Regions from separate parts of the Gossypium arboreum genome. Here region 2 is linked to region 1. Evidence: chromatin contacts called from public Hi-C data. All regions are on one chromosome and are shown on one strand. Each heading gives the region's core, a stretch centred on a gene start, on an enhancer-like site or on the middle of the called end of the contact. The rest is flanking DNA. Distances are from core to core; before and after follow the strand shown.

What was found. Hi-C and Micro-C count contacts between places; a contact is called where the count stands out from the background.
Region 2: a contact with region 1 is called in a Hi-C map of leaf, with 1.7 times the contacts expected there. The contact joins the promoter of LOC108474506 here to the enhancer-like site in region 1. A contact is called at or near these places in 2 of 5 Hi-C or Micro-C datasets (both in leaf).

The regions. Positions count from the first base shown.
Region 1 is chr3:5,703,643-5,709,799 of ASM2569848v2, reverse strand. It overlaps LOC128290522 (a long non-coding RNA gene), which reads right to left and starts at 226. Exons shown (of 2, transcript XR_008280387.1): 1 at 1-226. Within about 2 kb of position 3,554, at least 2 of the 2 cell types and tissues checked have an H3K27ac peak or open chromatin away from gene starts, as enhancers often do. A contact at or near this core is called in leaf, where this site is marked.
Region 2 is chr3:5,747,310-5,753,466 of ASM2569848v2, reverse strand. It overlaps LOC108474506 (dihydroorotate dehydrogenase (quinone), mitochondrial), which reads right to left and starts at 2,451. Exons shown (of 11, transcript XM_017776457.2): 1 at 2,034-2,451; 2 at 1,632-1,717; 3 at 759-1,082; 4 at 342-594; 5 at 1-53. The coding sequence starts at 2,168.

The DNA of each region.
Region 1 (6,157 bases), core at 2,305-4,804:
CAAGTATTGGTGCAAATTAGACACGTGAAAGATGTCTTTGTCATAAACATATCCCCACTTACCTATTGGTGCTTGGTTTTAGATGATCCGTTGGAGCACTTTCATTGCATCGTCCATGTCGTTTTGCCACTTAACCCTAATAAGAGATAGGCCATTATCATCTATATAGCAACCAGGGTCGTCTCTTGAATGAACTTAAGAGGTAAGGCATGACAGTGAAATATATATATATATATACATACATATAAGCTTCTATTGTTTCCCAAAGGGAAAGGAACATTTGATCACTATAGAATCTTTAATCTTTAGTCCGTACTTCATATTCGTAAAGTTGACATTCCATTGAACCTAAAAACCATATCTACACTAATACAAAAAGCACATAACATATAGATACGGTTCAAACTTTGGAAAGAAATAAATCTTAGCCATTGATCCTCCGTAATCAAACAAGCAACCCTTTCTTAATTAAAATAATTATTATCGAAGACCTTAATCAAATTGATTCAATTTTTAAATATTTTTTTATCTGCAATTAACATATGTGGGATGAATGGAGATTTGTTTTCCTCTGGACTGGACCCCGGAAACTTAGCGACCATGTCTGGTGTAGATAAATATTTGCAATGATGAATATATGAATGGGTATTAGTTACAAGAAATTATTATGATGGTGAGGACATTGAATGGCTTAGTGTGGGATGGGATGGGACATTCAACCAACCTCAACCAAGCAGTCATGAAAGAATATTAGTTACGTGTAGAACTAAAGTTTGATGTTTTATGTCGGGGAACTGATAAAAAAAAAAATTCTCCTCGTTTTATGTTTGTTTTATAATTTATGTTCAAATTTATAATTTTCTTTTAATAATATTATTTTAGGATTTAAAGTTACATCTCTTCTAGAAAATATAAAATATTTTACAATTACACTTCATATTTATTGATAAATATGTCATATTATTAAGTTCAATGTAGCTTCATGTCCTAGTTAAATGATAAAATGAATGTCAAAATCTATTATTAGTATGTGTACTATATTTAAGTTTTGGATTTAATTTCAATACTTTAATTTAGCCAATTATATTCTTATATTTTTTTAATTGATAAATTTTAGTTTTTATACTTTTGAATTTTAAAATTTTAATTAGTTTCGATTCAAACAATAATAATTAAATATGTTTACGTGGGTGAGCAAAATTCGATTGTATTTGAAAAAATTCAAATTTTGAGTTAATCAAATAGAGTTATTCAAATTATTCAAGTTAACTCAAATAACTCGATTTGAGTTTCGAGTTCGAGTTGAGTTGAATTTCACAATTCAAATAATTTAAATAACAGATTTGTGTAAATATCCTTTTGATCCTGTCAACTTTGAAACTAAGCAAATTGATCTTTCTCTCAACAAAATTACAAAATAATTCAAAATAATTATAAAAATTCAAAATAATTTTAAATTTCAAAAAATATATAAAAGTTAAAATTTAAAAAATTCTAAAATAATAATTTTGGAACCTAATTAATGATTACTCAAGTATCTTTTTTTTTTTTTTGCTTTGAAATTTTTTTCAAATATATATGGTTTTAAATTTATGTCTTCTAACATGGAAATAGTTATACTATAACAATATTTTTATTTGACATGTTTAATTTTTAAAATTTAACTAGAACAGTTTCACTCGATTCGACTCAACTCGAATTCCATTTCACTTGACTTAATTCAAAAAATTTTAAATTGAGTTAGGATGATAAAATAGGACTCGTGAACTCAATTAACTCTAAATTTTTTCACTCGATTCGATTGAACGCTCACCCCTATCCGTTTGGTTAAATTCTAATATTAGCCATGTATTTTATGTAAATTTGTAGATTTAATCCAAGTTCTCCAATTTTTTCATTCTTTTAGTCCTTATTCTTTCTAAGTTTTGAAATTTCAGTCTTAACACAAGTAATAATAATTAAATTAATTAAGTCCTATTATTCTAAAATCTTTTGACAAACACATATCAATACTTAACTAATTTAACAATTACAATTTAATCAAGATTGAAATTCAAAATTTTAAAAATATAAGGCTAAAAATATCAAATTAATAGGAACTAATAACAGAATTTAATCAAAAAAATAAAAGTGACATGGTGAGAAGCCCACTTGCTGATCTGAATGCCCAGAGCTTTGGGCTTAACACTTAGGGTAAGTAATGTAAAGCTTTTAAAAGAGTAGCACTTCATTTTATTCACATATGAAAAACTGAATTGGTTTGATTTATAAAACGAAATATTACACGTTTAATATATACTAAAAAGAAAGTGAATATTTGGTATTTATTTTATTCCAAAAATAGTTTTAAAATTTTATATTTTTTAAATATTTTTTATATAAAATACTTATCAACCCTTAATTTTATTTATGGAGTTTAAAAAGTACACCACCATTAGTGTACTAAATAATTTTCCTAATAGAAATTTGTACAATACATACATGCTAGAAGTTTTATCACATGTGTATGCTGTGGAAATTACATATTTAAAAAGATTTGTGTTTAAAATAACATATAATAAATAATGAAATGTATAGTTGAAACTAATAAAGTGTGCATAATAAAATTAACTGTATAAATAAATCAAAATAAAGCCTTGGTTGAGTGGTAAATTTAGGGTTTTCCTAATGTAATTACTATGAGTTTAAGTCTCACTATATGTATATTTTTATTTTTAAAATTAAAATATTAAAATACCCTTGAATAATATAACTTATTTTAAATATGGAGTGATATTTTAATAATTTTTATAATCTAGTTGGTGTCCAATTGACTCATGACACTAACTCAATTAGGGATTTTATTAATAGTAAGTAATTACAAATGTACAATTGGTGAAAGATAATAAAGTGTGCATAATAAAATTAAGTCTTAGTTAGGTGGTAAATTTAAAGTTTTACCAATGTAATTGGTGTGAGCTCAAATCCAACCATATGAATTTTTTTATTATTTTTAAATTAAAAAGACTAAAATACCCTTAAATAATATAACTTATTTTAAATACAAAAAGACATTTTTTGTAATTTTCTTAACCAAGTTGGTGCTTGGTTGTCTCGTAATACCAACTCAATCAAGGATTTTTTTAATTAGTATAGATATATCATATTTGTTGATTGAGCCTTAGCTCAGTTGGTGTTATTGCTACTGCAGAACTGGAAGGACATGAGGTCGAACACACTCAAACACGTTTTTCCTCTTATTTAAGAGTTGGAAAGGAATTATGAGTATGGGTTGATGAAGAAGATGATGAACACTAACAGGGAGTCAAAAAGGTCAAAATTAATGACATGTCATGCGCACAATCATTCTTTAACATTGGATGATGAAAACAATAAATTATTATAATGACAATGATCAAATTATAAATTTATTTTATTTGAATGATTAAAATAAAAACACCCAAAAAAAATATCGGAAACTAGAAATTATTACCAAATTGAACCCAAGGCAATAAAAAGGACCATGACAAATAGGCCTGACCCATAACCTTTAATCTAACCCAGTGGGGACCCTTCACTCAACTTTCTGCCATCTTCTCATATGTATACATGCATGAATTAGGTCCCCATATCTATATAATATAGTTTCTTATTCTTAATTCCTTATAGATTAGGTGCCATGTTTTAAAAAGGATACTAGGTGACTGACCACTGACCATCAAGCAAGCAAGCATCACAAAAGCAAAAAATTGCTCAAATGGAAGGCAATTTTGGGCAGTCATTTTCTGATATACCAAATGGGCTGGCTCTTTGGGTTTTTGTCAAGTCAAAAACGACAAAAACCCCTTTAATAATTGAGCTACTTTGTCTACAAAACCTACTTTCTTTTTTATTATTATTATTCTGTAATTGGAAGTTGGAAACACATGGGACAATGCATGATAGGCATTTCCTTCCTTAGATTTTTCCCCGACTCCTCCCAAAAAAAGCTTGAGAATATATACATGTATGAGCTTGCTTCAATTGCAATAATTTGTTGCCTTAATCCAATCACTACTTAAACCTTGCACCTAATGCCTAGTTGTCATCATCAACAATTGGATTTTTTTTTTCTAGAGGACATAGAAAAAATACCACAAATACAAAAGGAAAAGCATTCAAATCTATTTTATTATTTGAAAATTACTCACTTATTCTTCTATGAAAAATCAACAAACTTCTAAGATTTATTTATTAAGGTTGTGTTTGGATACTAAAGAGTAATTCGAGAAAAGCATTTAGTTGAAAAATTGTAATTACATAATAATTCTCTGTGTCATATTTGGTGATACAAATTATAATTCTTTAGTTGCATAATTTAACATTTTTTAAAATATTAACTATTATAGAAATTATCAATAATACTTTAGAAAAAAATTCTAAACAAGTAACAAAAAACAAATCAGTATATATAAAATGTCAATTTAGATGATTACTAATAAAAATAATAAGAAAAATAAACATCATATCTAATTTTATTTAATTGCTCTCCTCCATAACATTTAACATATAGCCATTATCATCATATTTTAGTTCTTGACCAATTTGTTCATCCTATGAATCATAATATGAATATATATCATTCAAATTATTAGGATCTTCTTCTTCAATTTACTCTTTAAAATATTGATCATTCCAATTCCACCTACGAATAAAGTTACAAAGTAAGCAACATACTAGCATCATTTAACGTTGGTTTTTAGATTATATTGAGGTGTAATGTTAATATGGGAACTTTTTTTGAATAAAAATATCTTATCAACCATATTTCGTAACTTTGAATACCATAATTTAAAGAGTTCGCAATTTGCCTTTAATTTTTGTATTTGGCTACATTCTCTCAAATGATATTGTATCCCACGATGTGGTACAAGAAAATTTTTAAATTACATAATTAACATCACTACATAATATTTTCATACAAAAATAGTATGTAACAATTTGAATAATTTACAAGAAAAATAAAATTAAATAACAAGAAGGTGATGATGATAATATTAATGGATTACTAGATCCAATTTTAATCTATTTCGAGATCTCTCCCAAACCATATTTTTTATAGCACTCTAGAAATTGAGATGCAAACCAACTAATTTGAAATTAACTTATTTTAGGGTCCAACAGCAACTCAATTTTATAACTATTTTGATAATATTTTGATTACTATTATTCCACACAAATTAAATCACAATTAATATAAATTTTATAAATATTGGTTTATAAAGTGCTAGATAGTTTTTATAACACTTATTTTAAGATGTTGAAATACATGTCAAACAATAATATAGAATTTATAATATGATTTTTATAAACCTAATTTGTTATTAAGTCAAAAATTGCTTGGAATGCTTGGACTTGATATGTCCAATAACAAAGCATTTTTATCTAATAATAAATATATAATTATATTTTAAATAAATAATTTATATATCCTAGAATTAAAATATTTTATTATTTTTGTATAAAAATAACTTTTATAAACTTGAATAAAAATAATTTATTAAACTTAAATCATTTATATATGTTTGAAAAGTCATAGGACAATTGGTAATTGCTTGTAATTACCCGTCTAATTACCTCAATTTTCAACCTCTTCCCTAAGAATTGGAAAGTAAATTTGGGTGCTCCAATTACATTCAATTCAAGGGAGGACCCATCAATTACAATGGCTATTCGAACATGTTACACCTTATAAATTACAAATAATTACATCCAAATTTAATTATTGGGATACTTTCTAAACACTACCTAAATCAATATTAAATAAAATGAAAACTTTACCATTTATTAATTACTTATTATTTTATTTATTTTTGTTATCATCGATCTTTATATTCAATATTTTTAATTAAAATTAATAAAACTCTAATTAGTTATAAAATATTTTAATTATTATAAATTACATTTTATTCTAATATAATCATACTAGATTATGACACACCCACGATGTGGGTGAAAAATTATGTAATAAATTTATAAAAATTGACATGAGAATTAAACATGACTTTAGTTAAAATAGTAAAGTTGAGGGAGTGAATGTCATTGTGCTTTGGGTTCAAATATCATCATATGTATGTATTTTTTTTTTAGATTTTATATAAAAGTAGAAACAAAAAACAAAAATACCTTTAAAATAATA
Region 2 (6,157 bases), core at 1,202-3,701, 45 kb before region 1:
CTTCCTTGAAGCATACGTAATCCAGGAGTGTTTGGTGATGAAACATTAATAACCTAAGAAAGTTGAAAAAGGAGGTAAATATTACGGGATCCAAACAAATAAATTCAAGAAATAACTAAAAGAAAACTTCTCAAAACAATACATCATAATGATATTTCTTTTTGAAGAATATGCATCAATCTACCCTTAGAAAGAAGCAAGTAAAAGATATTACAAGCAAATCAGGCTACGCAACCATCTTAGATAATAGAACCAATCCTATCATTTTATGGTATGAGACTTTTGTACTCAAAGCAAACTTGAAAGGAATGAATTAACTCAAATAAAGAACATAGAACTACCAAGTAATCAGCATACTGGGATAACGTGTGAACTCCTTGTACATAGTCAGCAGCAGCATCTTCACTTGTCTTATTCTTCCCAAGATTGACTCCCAGAATTCCAGGACCAGCTTTGCCCCCATGTTTAGCTTCATCATTCGAGGGTGACGAGGAACTCGAAGTCTCTAACTTCCTCTTACCATGCTGAGCACCTAATCTCTTTGCAACAGCAACAATTCCTTCACTATTGAACCCACAGCGATTGATAATAGCACTGTCCAAGAAATCGAGTTAGATAGAATAGAAAAACTTTAGGTCCAAACAACATGAATTCAAGCAATCAAATCTCAAGGCAGAATTGCCTTACTAATGCCCATTCCATAAAACAGGTAAGTTGATATTTCAAAGAAACAGTACAAAAAGAGAACTTGGTGTCACCCTTCTTGCCGCAGTCTAAAGATGCGTGGCTTGATATTACCCTCTTGTGGAACAGGGGTTACTGATCCAACTTCCACAAAGCCAAAACCCATACCAAGTAAACCTTCAACAGCTTCTGCATTTTTGTCAAAGCCAGCAGAGAGACCAACAGGGTTTGAAAACTTCCTTCCCCAAACTTCTAATCCCAGAATCGCTGGATCAGGTCTCTTCTCCCTGGGAACCCAACCACGAGAAGCAGCTGCAACAGCTAGTGTATGAGCTTTCTCAGCATCCAAAAGTGCAAAGAATGGGTTTACAAGTTTAGTCGCTGAGAACAGCCAACCACTGCCAAAATTCAAATATGGTGTAAGTTGGTCTCAAATAGAGATATAAGATGAGGATTCATTTCAAAATCAGGTATCTCTATCAATGGATCCACAAAACTTTTAATTAAAATTTTAAAAACAAAGGATAGATAAAGGCTATTGGCCATAACGATTTTTTATCTCACATTGTTTTAGTTTGAGTTCTTCCACAATAGTTATCAATTCAGACTAAAAATGACAAATGAAAAAATAGAGATGAAAATAAAGAAAACTAACAAAATCTCCATCTGACAGGTTACTGTGATACAAAAGACGAAAACCACTGCTACTTTTAACAGCCATTTTAGACATATAACTTGCAAAGGCATGTGTCCATTGAAGAGGCTCATTCATTTTCCAATGTATTTTTCATATCAAAGTTTGGGGAACAAGTGGAGCATTTTTCAAAATCCAACAAAATAAAGACCAAAAAGGGGAAACTCCTCCTCATTTGCAAAATGAGACAAAATATGGAAAACGTTTAAAAGTTTCAAAGAAGAGATTTCACTGGGATGTCCAAAATAAGTACCAGAAAGTTGCTTCATCAACAGTACTAACATAAGCTCCACCTGCTATAATTAAGCCTATGGTAGCTCCAGTCAATAACCTTCTTCCCTACAACCATGAAATCAAAAAATATCATATATTACAACATAAAATTCATGCATACAACCAAATAAACTCAATTCAATGTTTTAAACTATCACATGAAATAGAAAATCCAGTTAATTAGTAAGAAGTCAATGCTATCAAACGTGCTTCCCTTAAGTTGGTCAAGCAAAAGAACCCATTTTGATCCTCCTAATTGCAACTTCCCAAAATACCCATATCCTTAACTAAGCTTACCCCAACTTTCATTACTTAGATTTTTAATGAAAACTAAAACAAAAGTCCCATAAACACAGCAAAAATCGCCACTAAAAAACCTTACTTTTTTTGAAGAATGAGGGATTTTAGGGGCAGAAGCAGCAGCGGAAGAGCAATGTCTAGAGGGTCCTATGGAAGTGGAAATAACCCTTTGGCGCACGAGATCTTTAAACAATTTCCCAGCTGTCCTTATTGCCATGAAATCAAAATAGATTGATTTTACAACACTTGAAAAAAACGCAGATTGCAGAGATGGGGTGAGTGGGTAAAAGCGAAAAGAAATAAATTTGATTCTTTGTATTGAAAAGTTCAAGAGAGAGAGAGAGAGAGAGAGAGAGCTTAAGAGGGGTTTTAGCAGTGAAGGGAAAAACAAGGAGGCTAGGCGTGAGGTTTTTGGTGTCTTTATCTAACCCCTTAATTGCTCCGGTCCTCCGTATATTTGCTTAAATAACTTTTTTACACTTTCAATTAATAGTAAAAGATTCCCAACTTTTGCAACTTTAATACAAGCTAGATCACAACTTGGTTGTTTTCTTTTTCCAAAAGAATATATGGAACAAAGTTAAGAAAATTATTAATAAATTTTAAAATTATACATGGTTTTTATTTAATTTAATATCTCTCTATAATGTGTTACAACATAAAAGTGGGGTAGCTTGTTAGAATGGTTCACAGTGTGGAAAGTTGCTAAAATAAGGTGGTTCACATTATAAGGAGTTTTAGAAAATCATTAGAATAAGAAGCTCACATAGTAAGTAGTGCAAAAAACCACTAGAAATGATGGTTTACAAAGATCTTATGAACTTAAAAGCTTTTTGGGAAATATTTTGTAGAGCTTTGACATGTGTGGAGCCTCCTCCTCTTCTTGTGGTGGAGATAGCTTTTATAGAGGAGGGGGAGTTTTGGTATGTTTCCTACTAGAATGACGCCTTGTGTGGTTGTAGAGACATGCGTACTTCAATAGAATGTGATAAGGTAACTTGATGGTAATTTGTAAGAATAGATAGTTTTAAGTCAATTTGTTGGCGAGGCTTGTGGATGGTCTTCACAAGCTTAGGAAGCAACTAGGCGAAGCCGTCCTAAAAAGGAAAAATAAGACGCCTAGGAGGCGAATTTGGTGTAATGATCCTGAAAGCACAAACTTTAAAGCAAGTTTGGTGAAGCATACTTGAACACTTTGCTTGTTGTAGTATTGTTTGTTAAAGCTTTAGTAAGCTACGCTCAACTTCACTAATAAACGTTTTTTACAATTTGAGGCCTTAAAAGGCCTCACTTGATAAGGGTATTGGAACCTTAAAAAGCTTCGCCAAAAATAACATTGAGGCCTTCGGAAAGCCATTATTGTTATAGAGTTGTTTTACTGACAATTGTTTTTAGCGAGTTAGGGTATTAAGAGGCCTCACCTAATGTGGCATTAGAGCTTTAAAAGGTTTCCTTGGAAACAACATTATGGCTATTGCTATAGAGTTGCTTCATTAGTAGTCATTAATAAAATTGCCTTGTTAACTTTTATGAAATTGGTTTTAAACTTTGTTATGTTATTGCTTTTGTTTTTACGCATAATGAAGTTGGTTTGGAACTCTGTTATGCCTTTTACTTTTGTGTGTGTGTTAACATTTTGGTATTCGTTGAATTTCTACAATGTATTGAACTTGAAACACTGAAATACTTATGCCTGAACATGCATTTGTAGCCTAAAAAGGAAATAATGTATGCATAATTTGTTTAGGCCTAAAGAGGCAATTTCATTATGTAGAGGACGATCAACCCTTTTGCCTAGGTCTTTTGTTGTGGCTATTGTCATCATGGGGTTGAAGCCTCTTCCTTTGGTATTCAATTGGTTCTACCTAGGAGATGAGACCTATCACCTTGGTTTTTAGGGGCGTAAGTGAGGCGAGACTTGTAACACCTCTTATTTAACTCGACCGTCGGGTTCGAGCTACAGGATGTTACATTTTTTGTAGAAGTAACTTCAGACAATTATGTACCATACAATTATTTACACATTCAATTAAGTGAATTTCATGTTCATACTATGCTACATATTCATTTCGAGTCCCACTCGAGCTTACAAAAGCTCTTTTGCTAACCCGAGGTTGAATTAGAATCAAATTGTGAAGTTCTCAAAATCTCAGACTGACATTGTGACATCACGATTTCCCTGTCGTGGCATCATTAACTCAATAAGTTACGTCGCGACTTCAAGCATCTTGCCATCGTGAAGTCACTCATTATTGACCCATTTCATGACGTCAGGGACTCGAAGTCACGACGTTTCCCCTATTTTGGCAAAAATCCCATTTGATACAAGTTTCATGCTTTCAATCCAACATCTACAACCATTCATACAACTTTCCACAATTCATATCAATTCATGCTAATTCAGGTTTATGAACATATGAATAGAACATTCAAGTTAGCACCAAACAAACTTTTTTCATTTAAGCAAATTCATTCATTTTGCTAGTAATATGCCAACTTGTTACATTTTTCCCTCTTAAACATACCATGCTTATACCATTTAGGGACCAAGCACGTAACATGCCAAACTTTAACATTCAATTACACCATTTCACAAGCCATTTATCAACATAGCTACTCCAAATAGTTCATTTGCAAACTTTAACATGCCAAACCATACAAATTTGACCAAATCATGCATCAATTGGATTATAGGCCATGCTAAACTTTCAAACTCAACCATCGCTATGTTTATCATTTAACTCTCATCCCAAAACGACCTTATGCATACCAAGTTATCCTTGTATACATGTGTTGGAAAATCGGGTTTAGAAAACATGGGGAAAAATAAATTTAGGGAAAAACCAAAGTTTTAAAAAAAAATTCCAAAATAATAACTTGGTTGTGATACCTAAAGTGATAAACACTTAATCAAAATTGTACCTTTTCGATTCGTTCAGGATGAACGCTTTGACTAAGTAGTCTTCTCCACTATCCTCAAGCTCACGTCTGCCAAGTGTAGGCTCACTTCGAATAAAAAAAATTCACAAAAAGTTATTATTGAGGTAATTTCATAATTTCTTTAAACTTTTGGGTCATGTTGTAAATAAGAAAAATATCTCTAGAAATTTTCTGAAATAATTCATACAAACATCTATTTAAGGCTTGAGTTCTGGAACTCACTACTTAAGCCTCTTTATCAAACAAAACATATAAACTAAATCAGAATTCCAAAAGAGACAATTCATCATCTTAAGAATCATAATTCTTTTGCATGCAGAGGCCATTTAAGCAATTATCAACAACCTTACCCATAACTGAACAGAATCAATGGATAATAGAAAACCTTAACTTTATTCTCTTTTCTTAAATCCATTAATATAGAGAAATTAGAAAGCTTACCAGCTTACAAAATTTCCACTTCCTTACGCTCAAATTTCAGTCTCCACCGTCCGTGCATGAGACTCCTTAATCCTTCTCTCTTCGAGAATAGACAATAGAAGAAAATGAAGGAAGAACAGAAAATGAAAAAGTAATATTGGAGAGTAACGCCTCCCCTGATACTTCCTTCACCAAAACCAATTCAACAACCACTTGGAGAAATCTCTCATCATCGTGTCTCCCACTAAGACAAATTCCTAGTTCAAACTTGACGGAACTGAGGTTGAAATCCAACCTTTCCATAATCGACTCGCCAATTTCCTTTTTTTTCCACTAGAGCCCGCTCAATTCATAAACATTTCAAATTAATATCCCAAATCACGATTCCAACATAAACTTGACATTACGTGGTGTGACATTAATAACAAGAGAGATCTAGTTCTAACCAATAAACTTACCTCACATGGTTCATTTAAGCTAGATAACACATCTGCACCACATAAATGTAAATTATGACACAAATGAGTTATGCGGTTCGTCACTAGTTTAGAATTAATTAAATAATTACGGATTTAGTTATTCTAATTGAAAAGGCAATCTTTCTAAGCTATCAAATATTGGTCATATATTCAATAAACTTGAATATTTGTAATTAAAGTAGAAGATGCATGAATACCAAAGAACAAAGAAGAATTAAAGTGCAAATAAGTCTCACAAATTTATTAATCGAACTTTGATTAACCTTCAACTAGAAAAGATGATTTAGAAACCCTTTGATAAAGAAAAAAAATAAAATTAAAAATGGCAAGCCCTAATCTTAACCTAATAATGTTTATTTATAAGGCA